4 separate regions of the Sus scrofa genome follow, and regions 1, 2 and 3 are each linked to region 4. A link is a contact called in public HiChIP or PLAC-seq data. All regions are on one chromosome and are shown on one strand. The core of a region is the stretch at or near the end of the contact, and the rest is flanking DNA. Distances in the headings are between cores, read along the strand shown.

Region 1 (2,700 bases), core at 145-2,644, 230 kb before region 4:
CAAACATCAGCCATTTGACTACCACTTTTCGATACTAATATCTAGTTATTACAGATTTGGGTCACAGATGCTGCTCGGATCAGATCTTGTATTGCTAGGCTGGCAGCTACAGCTCTGATTCAACTCCTAGCTGGAGAATTCCATATGATGCATTGCAGCCATTAAAAAAAAAAAAAAAAAGGAAGGAATAAAAAGTAGAGTTAAAGATATGTTATCATGATATGAAGCTTTCTTCTTGCTGTAATGAAAACTGAAGAAATCTTGAATAAGGACTGAAGTAAGGGCTTCCTCAGTATGTGATTGAATACAGCCTACCATGCTTCATCAGTTCTGAGTTGCTTTTTCTCGTTGTGAACTACAGTTGCCTCTGACTGTGAACTGGAGATTGGCACTTGCCATCTGCCTCTGCAGAGCTTGACTCATGAGCCACTGCAGCTGCTGACCCTCCACAGCCCCTTCGAGGAGCTCAGGGGGGAGCTCAGGAATGAGGCACTTTGTGCTCTGGAAAAACTGGCAGAACAGGTCTTCAGATGGTTAGATACTTTCAGAAAAAGATTTTATGAGCCCGGTTCGTGCATCTCCTCATAGCTAGAAAAGCACTGAAATCCTTCATGGTGACGTCTGCTCCTCCTGTCGAGCAGTAACCCTCAGACTTCTGTAAAACGTGTGCTGGGTAGCATGTACCTCCCTCCTCACCAAAACCACATGTATGCTGACATTTCCCTCCCTCCTTGCAGCGGTATCTCAGAGCTAACTGCAACAGCTGCCTCCCCAGTTGTAGCCCTCATTTCGTCCGCAATAAAACTTAACACTCAACCTTCAGGTTGTGCGTATTTTTCAGGTCAACTTTAAGATGGAGCTATCCTAACCCTTTTTTTTTTCTCTCTTTCTTATCAGGTCGGTATCACACTTGTGAGCAGGTGGCAAAGTAATATAACCTCTTAAAGCAGACGACCGCTTTTAGTCCATGAAATGATACACCCGTCCATGCACCAAGTGAAGACCCAGGAGTCCCACTTGGGAAACCCTTAGGTCAGCGCTGGGCCCCCCTGATTCTCACTCCGCCCGGCCGCTGCCCCGCAGCGCTCAGTCATGCAGTGCTGACCAAGGTTCCTCTCAGTCTGACAATACAGGCCAGGTCAGCTTAGCTCTGATCAGAGGACGCCTAAAAGCCCACTGCAGGAGGCATTACTAGGCAACGCGAAGACCCTCTTTTTCAAAAGACCCGGCATTCAGGCCGGTGGGGACCAATCCAGGCACCGCTTAGCTGTGGCCCCGGACGCACAGCCAGGCCCAGCGAGGTGCCCGAACCGAGCACAAGAGCGCCGCGGGCGCAACTCTGTGACGTCAAGCCCCGGCCCGCCCTGCTCACTGGGCAGAGGCGGCCCCTTTCTTCCCAGGGCGGGGCGGCGTGCTGACGCCACACGCCGGGGCGTGGCCGAGAGTTTAGTACCCCGGAGTGGGGTGTCGGCGCCTCATTCGGGTGGAGCTGAGCCGAAGACAGGTAGGCGCGCGCTGCCGCCGGGCCTCGCTGGGTTTGGGAGGTTCCGTGCTGGTGGGGCAGGAGGCGGGGGTCACGGCTGAGGACAAGGCCGCTGCGCTCTCGTTGTCGCTGGCTCCCTGATGACAGGGAGTGAAGCTGGCTGGAGCAGGGCGTACTGGGGGAGGTGGGTGGGACGGGGCCTGACGGACGGGCGTGGCAGCCAATGGTGCGCTGGGCGCCTGCAGGCGGGCGGAGATTGGCGGGTGCGGGCGTGCGCGGAAGTTGCGCGGGGCGCGGAGCGGCGCCCCATTGGTGGAGGCGGAGGCGGGGGTGGGCCGCGCGGCGGATGTGAGAGAACGGGCGCCGCTGCCGGGGTGACCCCCAAGGTCGAGGAGGCGTCACGTGGGAGTCACCCGGCAGTGTCCTCTGCCCGCCTGGACGGATGGAAGGGTGGCGCGCCCTTGAAGAAGCGGCTGCGAATTGTGGGCAGTACGCCTTTCCCACAGCGTGGACGGCACGGGTCGGCTTCTGATCGGACTGTCCCTACGCTCCTGGGGTGAACCCTTGAGGGACGGATTACCCCGCAGGCCCCCCACTCTCCCCTGTAAGCCTCCCTGTATTCTTTGGGGTGACGCCGTACTCAGTAGCCTACAATACTCAGCACCCCTTCTTACTCTCCTCCCTGCACTCCTGGGGTGAGGTCTTAAGTGGATCACCCTGCAGTATCCGCAGTATTCAATACTCCACCGTACCCATCCTCTCTGCTCACTCTTGGGGTGGACCCTTGAGTGATTACCCGCAGCACCCACTGTATTCGTCACCTCCACGGTACTCAGTAAGTACCGCACTGTTGAGCACCACACCACACCTTCTTTCTCTGTGCTCCTCAGGTTGATGCCCTGGATGAGTGGATTGTTCTGCAACACACTGCTGTACTCGGTATCCCTCCTTACTCATGTTTGTACCAGACCTCCCTGTGAGCTCTTTAGGGTGGTACCCTTGAGTAGACTACCCTGCAGTACCCTACCGTACTCAGTACCCCCACCATACTCCTCCTTCCAGGTGTTTGATAGCTCATGTTGCAATGAAGGATATCTCTTGGAGGAACATACTAATCCGTGCACCCTTCCCCTTTGGCAAAGCTCCCTGACCTCAGTGCAGATTGTGTACTGAGACAGTAGAAAAGACTGCGTAGATAAGAACCTGCTATCTCTGCC
Region 2 (2,700 bases), core at 152-2,651, 260 kb before region 4:
AGGCAATTTGACACAACTGCTATGACTTCAACACAACAATCTTTTTTTTTTTTTTTTGCCATTTCTTGGGCCTCTCCCGCGGCATATGGAGGTTCCCAGGCTAGGGGTCTAATCGGAGCTGTAGCTGCCACCCTACGCCAGAGCCACAGCAACGCGGGATCCGAGCCGCGTCTGCAACCTACACCACAGCTCACGGCAACGCCGGATCGTTAACCCACTGAGCAAGGCCAGGGATCGAACCCACAATCTCATGGTTCCTAGTCAGATTCGTTAATCACTGCGCCACGACGGGAACTCCAACACAACAATCTAGTTGTGCTTTTTTTTTTTTTTTTTGTCTTTTTAGAGCCACATCTGTGGCTTATGGAAATTCCCAGGCTAGAGGTCCAACAGGAGCTATACAGCTGCCAGCCGCAGCCGCAGCCTCGGCAACACCAGATCCTAGCTGTGTCTGTGACCTACTCCACAGCTCATGGCAACGATGGATCCTTAACCCACTGAGTGAGGCCTGGGATAGAATCCACTTCCTCATGGATATTAGGTTTGTTACCGCTGAGCCACGACAGGAACTCCCTAGTTGTCCTCTGACCAACCCCCCACCTGCTTCTAGGCACTTCAGAATGTAGACCAGAGGACTCTTCTCCCAGACACTCACCACAAAAAGGATAACTCTCTTTACAGCTACAAAGTTACAAAAAATGTATCCGTTAGGAAACCAGAGTTTCACAATAATCTATAAGTAGGAAGGGAAGAGGTGCCCCCTTTTAAAGTAGGAAAAAGAGAAACCCCATTTACTCAGGATTGTACAAAGAGTGGTGGTCGGAGGGCCTTGACTAGAACCCAAGTGACCTGAATTCCACCCCAGAGCGTTTACAGCAAGAGCACCAGTTTCTTTCAGACCAACCTTCACGTGTAAGAGGCCATAAGGAAACCCGGTACTTGGGAAAGACTTCGGTGGGTGGCGATGGGGGACACAGTCTTCCAAGGGGGCACAACGGAACTCAAACGCCTGCATCTCCCTTCCCGGCCTTTAAAGGCCCCTCCCCCGACTCACCGCCTTCCTGTGGAGCAGCAGCTGCAGCATCGGAATGGCATAAGCAGCGGTCTTCCCTGACCCCGTGCGGGCCCGAGCCAGGAGGTCCTTCCCCTCAAGGGCCAAAGGAATGGCTTTTTCCTGGATCAGCGTGGGTCGCGACCAGCCCAGGTCGGTAACGGCCTAGGAGAGACAAGGGACGGCTCAGGCGGCGCGCTGCCCTGCTGCCACCTCCCCTCCACCTCGGACCGGCTCCTCAGCCCTCCCCAGTACCTGTAGGAGCCGGGGGTCTAGGCCCATGTGTTCAAAACCCAATAGCTCTGGATCCTCCATGCTGCTGTTCTGTAGTGACAGCGCGCATGCGCGACAGGAAGTGCACGCGGGGCCGCGTAGGCGGGTCACAGCAGCAGCCAATCATCTTAAAGGATACGTCACCTCCCGGAAGTATCGGAGCCCCGGCTTCCGATGTTCTGACGGAGGACCGCTGCCGCGGCGGCGGCGCGCAGAACCCGGTGTCTCCGGGGAGAGGGGACGGGCGAGGGGCCAGGGTCGGCTGGGAGCTGTCTGGTCCTCGCTGGTCCGCTGACACTGCCTCCTAAAGGCGTGCTGCGCTGGGATTGCCTGCGGCGGGGGCGGGGCTGCGTGGAGGCGGGTGAGATTCCCTCCTGTGCCCGCCTCCGCCGACCCACAACGGGTCAAACAACCAGCAGGACTGTCCCCCGGTTACATGCTTAGGGCTTTCCCTTCACCTCGAGGTTGGTTTTAACAGCCTCACCCTAGTATTTATTCGGCGTTAGTTATACTTGCATTGACAAATACATCAGTGTTCAAGCGTGCTCGCCTGTGTTCTATTTAAGAACAGGCGTGCGGCGGATGGTAGCTCACCACGTACGAGAAACACTGGTGAGTCCCGCGCCCTTTCTTATGCATCTGGGGAATCTGTCGGATTTGTGTGTAAGCACTAATTTCTCTGCCACTTACGGTGCTCAGGAAAAGTGCACCAACATATGTTTTACAGGGCTGTTTGGCTGTAGCACTGCGGGGAACTTGGGAATCTGAACCGGGGCAACAGCTTTGAGTAGAAAGACACTTGGTGTACCAACACATGATAGAGGCAACCGAGGCTGGCTAAGATTCAGGGTCACAAGCAGTCCAAAGGACAGGCTAGAGCGATTGGACTGTACAAGAATGATGTTTGGGAGAAGGAGATGAGGAAGGTAGGTTGGTCTGGGGTTCCCAAACCTGGCTGCCCCGATGTTGCCTGCACAGCTTGATTAAAAATAAGGATTCGGAGTTCCCATCGTGGCGCAGTGGTTAACGAATCCGACTAGGAACCATGAGGTTGCGGGTTCGGTCCCCAGCGTTGCCGTGAGCTGTGGTGTAGGTTGCAGACTTGGCTCGGATCCCGCGTTGCTGTGGCTCTGGCGTAGGCCGGTGGCTACAGCTCCGATTTGACCCCTAGCCTGGGAAACTCCATATGCCGCAGCCCTAAAAAGACGAAAGACAAAATAAATACATACATACATACATAAAAATAAGGATTCTTGGTCCCCACCAATTGCTGCTGTTAACAAATTCCCATAATCTTGGTGGTTTAATGCAAGTTTATTATCTTTGAGTTCTGTAGGTCAGAAGTTTCATGAGCTCTCACTAGGCTGAAATCACAA
Region 3 (2,700 bases), core at 67-2,566, 150 kb before region 4:
TTGCTTCATTTTTCTCCCTAACCCTCACCCTGATGGACATTGTTACCTCGTGAGTCATTTCCTTCGTTTTGTCCTTTTCACTGGAGGCAGAGAGGGCTTACGGTCGTGGTCACTGAGACAGATCAGTGTTCAGAGCCCAGACCAGTGCCTGACACATAGCAGCCCCGCCCCATTTGTTTGATGAAGTACTGGTTCTCAAAAGAAACAGAGCAGAGAATTCAGACAGCCTCGAGGGAAGAAAGTTCAGCAATATTGAACGTGAACTGCGAGGCGTCAGTGGACAATGGACAGATGAATGGATAAGCTAAATGTGGTATACACACACAATGGAACATTATTCAGCCTTGAAGAAGAAGGAGATTCTGATACAAGCTGCAATGTGGATGAACCTGCAGGACATAAGCCTGCCACAAGAGGACAAATACTGTATGATTCCACTTCTATCGGGTCCCTAGAGGAATCAGATTCAGACAGAAAGTGGAATGGTGGGTGGGAGGAGGAATTATTGCTTAATGCCTACAGAGTGTCCGTTTTAAAAGATGAAAAAGCTATGGAGATAGATGGTGGTGATGGATGCATCTACTTAATGCCACTGAGCTGTACCTTTAAAATTGGTTAAGATGGTGGTTTGTTATGTGTATTTTCCTACAACAAAAAACTAATTGTGGGAGTTCCTGTCATGGCTCAGCGGTCAAGAAAACCCACTAGTATCCATGAGGACCCAGGTTCGATCACTGGCCTCACTCAGTGGGCTAAGGATCCGGCGTTGTTGTGAGCTGTGGTGTAGGTCGCAGATGCGGCTCGGATCCCGCATCTCACGTTGCTGTGGCTGTGGTGTAGGCCGGCAGCTGCTTCCACCCCTGGCCTGGGAACTTCCATATGTCGCGGATGCGGCCCTAAAAAGACAAAACAAAAAACAAACAAGCAAAAAAAAACAAACAAACCTAATTGTGGGTAATCAGGAAAATGTGGTTTTCCCAGAGGAAGGGTAAAAAATAGTAGAGAATAACTTGAAAGGGTGATAATAGCACCTGAAGATGCCAATTGATCAGAGAGGTTGCTTCATCTGGCTAGAACTTGAGTGACTAAGAATGTTTCAACAGGGCCGCCCTCTGGGAAGAGAGAAGAATAGCGAGGAAAGTGACTTGTTTGGTTCCCTGTGGTCTTTCTGTGGTCTTTCCTACCAGACCCCTCGCAGAAGTGGCCAGATAATACCGGGTCACCTCCGCACGCCCGGACTCCGCCCAGTCCCCGCCCACCGAGACCACGCCCTCCTCCAGGCCCCTCCCTCCGCCCCTCCCGGCTCCACCCTCCTTCTGGCCCCGCCCCTTCTCCTCCGCCCAGCTCCGGCGGAGAGCTAGAAGGAGGAAGCGCGGGTGACTCCGTGGACGCCGCATTCGGAAAGGTGTGGAGGGGGCGGGGAGCGCAGGTCGTCCCCGGCCCGCCCTCCCTCCCTGCCCAGCCCGCCCGGGCCGCCGCCCTGGCCTGTGCAGGCCGGAGGCCATCCCGGCCTGAGCGCCGGCTCTGGGCTCCACTGCTCTGGCCTGGGGGCGGGGCCGGCGCGCGGCGTCATGCATATGCATGAGCGGCGCGGCGGCTCCATTGTGCCCTCGGAGCGGGCGGCGGCGCGATGGCGCGGGTGGCGGCGGCCCCGGGGCGGCGGGCGGCGCTGAGGGCGGGCTGAGCGCATGGAGCAGTGCGGACCGGGGGCCACGGCGGCGAAGGGCCGGGCCGGGCCGCGCGGAGGTGAGCATGCTTGGCGGGCAGGTGCGGGCGGCGGGGGAGGCAGGTGCGGCAGGTGCGGGCGGCGGCAGGTGCGGCGTCCTCGGCCTGGCGCTGCGGCGCCTCGGCGGGGCCGCGGCGGGGCTGGAGCCGGCCCTGCAGCCCACCTGCCCTACCTGCCGCGCGTGCGTCGTGGTCCGGGCCGACTGGCTCGGTGCGCGCCGGGGCGAACCTCACCTGAGCCTTTGTTGGGGCTGGCCGGAATCCGGCCGAGCGCCGGCGGGGTCTGGGTAGAAGGCTGACTCGGGCCCTCACCCAAGCTGCCCCTCTGCCCTGGCCAGAGGGCTCACCTTCCGGGCTCCTCTGGGCCATGCGCGCCACCCGCCGAGGTATGCTCTGGGGCCGGCGACCCTGACCTTTCGGTGCCCAGCCGTGGTTTTGGTGAAGGTACCTTTTTTCAAACAGGACATACTGACACTCAGGGAGGGTGTCCTGCCCCCGGGGGTGTCTTGCCCTAGGCCTCCCCTCCTGCTTCCCGTTGGTCTGTTCCCCCTACCCGGCTGGCTATTCTGCTCCTCTGGACCTCCCCCTCCCCCGACCCGGACCTCCTCTCCCCAAACCCTGCCCCATTCTACCCCCTCTCCTGCTTCCCCCGACCTGCTCCTCTGTATCCCGCTCCTCCTCCTCTCTTCCCGATAGTTGCAGAATATCCGTGGGGAATGTCTTTAAGTCGTTTGTATTATCTCACAAGATTTCACAGGGACATACGCAGAACATGTGACTCAATCTATAAGACAGTTGATAGGGCGAACACAGACTCACCCACCAAATCCTGTCATACTAGAATCTGAGGGCCTCCCTTGAAGAAGCTTGAGCGAGGCAGCAGGACTGAGGGAAAGAATTTCAAGTTCAGTGAGTACTGGCCTTGGGGACCTTTCACACCCCGGGGGTGATTCCAGGCTGAGAAGAGGAAGGTGA
Region 4 (2,700 bases), core at 110-2,609:
AAAGCTCCTTCCTCCTGCACTGCCTCCCTGCAGTTTCTACCCGCAAAGCTTCACACTGGGCCGCCTGGCAAGGGAGGACAGCTCAAAGGGCCCAGCTCCATCCCACGATGGGAGCCGAGAGAGAGACCATTGACCCCTGGCACAGGATCTAACACTCTAAAAAGTTAACCAGTCGAGACAAATATTGTTTTGTTTGGTATCAGTTTACATTTTAGTTGAACAGCAGGGTTCTTACTGGCAGCTGTTTGGTGGCAAAACAGTGGGCCTGCTGCTGCTGACTCCACTTCACAGTGTGTTTTGGGCAAACCATCTCTCTGGACCTCATCGGTAAAAGGTGGCTGTTATTTCTAGGTGACTATTAAGGTTCTGTGTGTGGGAGTTCCCTTTGTGGTGCAGAGGAAACCAATGCGACTAGTAACCATGAGGTTGCAGGTTTGATCTCCGGCCTCGCTCAGTGGGTTAAGGATCCCGTGTTGCTGTGAGCTGTGGTGTAGGTCGCAGACACAGCTCAGATCCTGCGTGGCTGTGGCTGTGGTGTAGGCCGGCAGTTGTAGCTCCATTTCGACCCCTAGCCTGGGAACCTCTATGTGCCATTAAAAAAAAAAAAAAGGTTCTAGGTTTTATTTATTTATTCATTTTGTCTTTTCTAGGGCCGCATCCGCAGCATACGGAGGTTCCCAGGTGAGGGATCTAATCGGAGCTGTAGCCGCCAGCCTGCACCACAGCCCCAGCAACACGGGATCCGAGCCACGTCTGCAACCTACACCACAGCTCAGGGCAACGCTGGATCCCCAACCCACTGAGCGAGGGCAGGGATCGAACCCTCAACCGCATGGTTCCTAGTGGGACTCGTTAACCACTGAGCCACGAAGGGAACTCCCGTTCTACATTTTATTCTGGTAGGGTCCGGACGTACTCGCTGTTGCATTTAAACTTTCCCAACGTGTTTGTCTAAGGAAGGCTGACGCTGAAACACAGGAAGTCTTAGCAAAAAGTTTCACTGCACCCACACGAAAGAAGGGCAAAGGGAGAAAGGAAAGGGAGTGGTCCTGTGCCCCTTCCCCGAGGCCCCGCTCCTCGAGCAGCCCCGCCCAGGTCTTCCCGCCTTCACCTTCCTGCAGGCCCCGCCCTCCCACTCCCGCCAACCACTCCGGTCCGCAGCCCCGCCTCCGATGACCGCGCCCCCTCTCGCCAGCCCCTCCCAGAGCCCCCACACCCCCACTTCCCGTCCTCACCTTCCCACAGGCCCCGCCCCTCCCGCCGGCCCCGCCCACCGTTTCTTGGCGGCCTGAGCCTAATCTGCTTGAGCGTGAGGCAGGCTGGGAAGTTGGCTGCCCAAAAGATGGCGGCAGAATTGAAACGCTGGAGCCGCTCGTGCGGCCCTGAGGCGCCGGGCTTGTGGGCGCGGGCTGCAGGCCCTCCCTGAAGGGCGTGGGGTGGGACAGGGGCGCGACAGGCGCGCTCCCGCGGCCCTGAAAGGGGCGGGCAGGGCAGGCGCGTTCTCGGCCGCCTGGAAGGGCTGGGGGCGGAGCGTGTGGGCCGAGGGGGCGTGCGCGCGCGGGGCGGGGCGTGGTCGCGGGGGCGGGGCTGCGCCCTCGGTCCGGAAGTGCGGGGTGCGGGGTGCAGGGCGCGGACGGCCCCTGGCGGCCGCGGGAGGAGACTGCGGCCAGGCTAGCGGCGCAGGAGCGGCGGCGGCCGCGGGGCCGGGGCGAGCATGTAGCGGCCGCGGGCGGCGCGGGGCTCCCGGGGCGGGCCGGGCCGCGGGGGCCGCTCGCGGCGACATGGAGGAAGAGAGCAAGAAGGGCAAGAAGGTGAGGCTGCGGGGCGCGTCCTCCCGAGGGCCGGGCGCGGGGTGGGCTGGACCCCCGACCAAGGCAGGAGGCTGGCGGAAGGCGGAGGGTCTGGGGCTGGGACTAGGGGGGGAGTGAGGGGGACGCGGGAGGGTCGCTCGGGGCCGCCTGTCGGTCTGCCGGTGCGGGGCGTGGGAAAGTCTGGTTTCGGGAGGTCCGTGGAGGGGAGTTTTGATTTGGGAGGTTCAGTGTGGGGAGGCGAGGCGTGGGGAGGTCCGGGACGGGAGTCTGGCGTGTGGACTCCGGCGTGGGGAGGCCAGGCACAGGGAGGTCCCGGGCGGGAGTCCGGCGTGGAGAGGCCCCAGGTTGGAAGTCCGGCGTGGAGAGGCCCGGAGGCACCCGCGGTTGGGGTGAGCGTGGCGGGCAGGCCAGGGCCCCCCGGTGGACAGTCCACGGTCAGTCCCGGACAGGGTCGTGGGAGTCGGTCTCTGCGCGATGGAGTACGAGGCGAGCCCCTGGACAATGGGGTTAGGTGGTCCTTTGCCGGCCGGGAGCGCGGGGGAGGAAGGAGCCACGCCTTTCCGCCCCTTCCGGTCAGTAACTCTGCCCCAAACCCAGGCTGTCCACATGGCCTTCCCCGCGGGTCAGTGACCAGGGGCTGCAGAGGAGCTGGCCCTGGTTATGGGCCAGAAAGTTTTCCAGGGTTAGTATCTTTGAGAAAATGGGGTGTACGGTAATGGAGAAACATTTGCTGCTGAGTTGACTTCAATTTTGGGGTATCAAGTAAAAGCAAAAACCGTGTTTCATGGTACAGCAGGCTCACTCACGGTAGGCCCGCAGAGGTCGAGTTTTGCTCTACCTAATCCCAGCTGAGTGATTTCAGTGATGTTATGTTTGGCAGTTAGATTTA

What was found. HiChIP or PLAC-seq counts read pairs in DNA pulled down with a chosen protein or histone mark.
Region 1: an H3K27ac HiChIP or PLAC-seq map of alveolar macrophages shows a contact between it and region 4. The contact joins the promoter of OGDH here to the promoter of CCM2 in region 4. A contact is called at or near these places in 1 of 47 Hi-C or Micro-C datasets (skeletal muscle) and 1 of 2 datasets of contacts at active chromatin or transcription factors (alveolar macrophages).
Region 2: a contact with region 4 is called in an H3K27ac HiChIP or PLAC-seq map of alveolar macrophages. The contact joins the promoter of DDX56 here to the promoter of CCM2 in region 4. A contact is called at or near these places in 1 of 5 promoter capture datasets (fetal liver), 4 of 47 Hi-C or Micro-C datasets (alveolar macrophages, heart right ventricle, liver and 1 more) and 1 of 2 datasets of contacts at active chromatin or transcription factors (alveolar macrophages).
Region 3: an H3K27ac HiChIP or PLAC-seq map of alveolar macrophages shows a contact between it and region 4. The contact joins the promoter of ZMIZ2 here to the promoter of CCM2 in region 4. A contact is called at or near these places in 1 of 47 Hi-C or Micro-C datasets (epiblast stem cells) and 1 of 2 datasets of contacts at active chromatin or transcription factors (alveolar macrophages).

The regions. Positions count from the first base shown.
Region 1 is chr18:50,683,684-50,686,383 of Sscrofa11.1, reverse strand. It overlaps OGDH (2-oxoglutarate dehydrogenase, mitochondrial), which reads left to right and starts at 1,394. Exons shown (of 23, transcript XM_021079062.1): 1 at 1,394-1,504.
Region 2 is chr18:50,704,314-50,707,013 of Sscrofa11.1, reverse strand. DDX56 (DEAD-box helicase 56) reads right to left here and starts at 1,401. Exons shown (of 14, transcript NM_001244543.1): 1 at 1,307-1,401; 2 at 1,055-1,216. The coding sequence starts at 1,366.
Region 3 is chr18:50,597,537-50,600,236 of Sscrofa11.1, reverse strand. ZMIZ2 (zinc finger MIZ domain-containing protein 2) reads left to right here and starts at 1,316. Exons shown (of 20, transcript XM_021078664.1): 1 at 1,316-1,405.
Region 4 is chr18:50,449,101-50,451,800 of Sscrofa11.1, reverse strand. CCM2 (cerebral cavernous malformations 2 protein) reads left to right here and starts at 1,359. Exons shown (of 10, transcript XM_021079071.1): 1 at 1,359-1,811. The coding sequence starts at 1,782. LOC100739791 (a long non-coding RNA gene) reads right to left here and starts at 1,289. Exons shown (of 6, transcript XR_002340445.1): 1 at 1,275-1,289.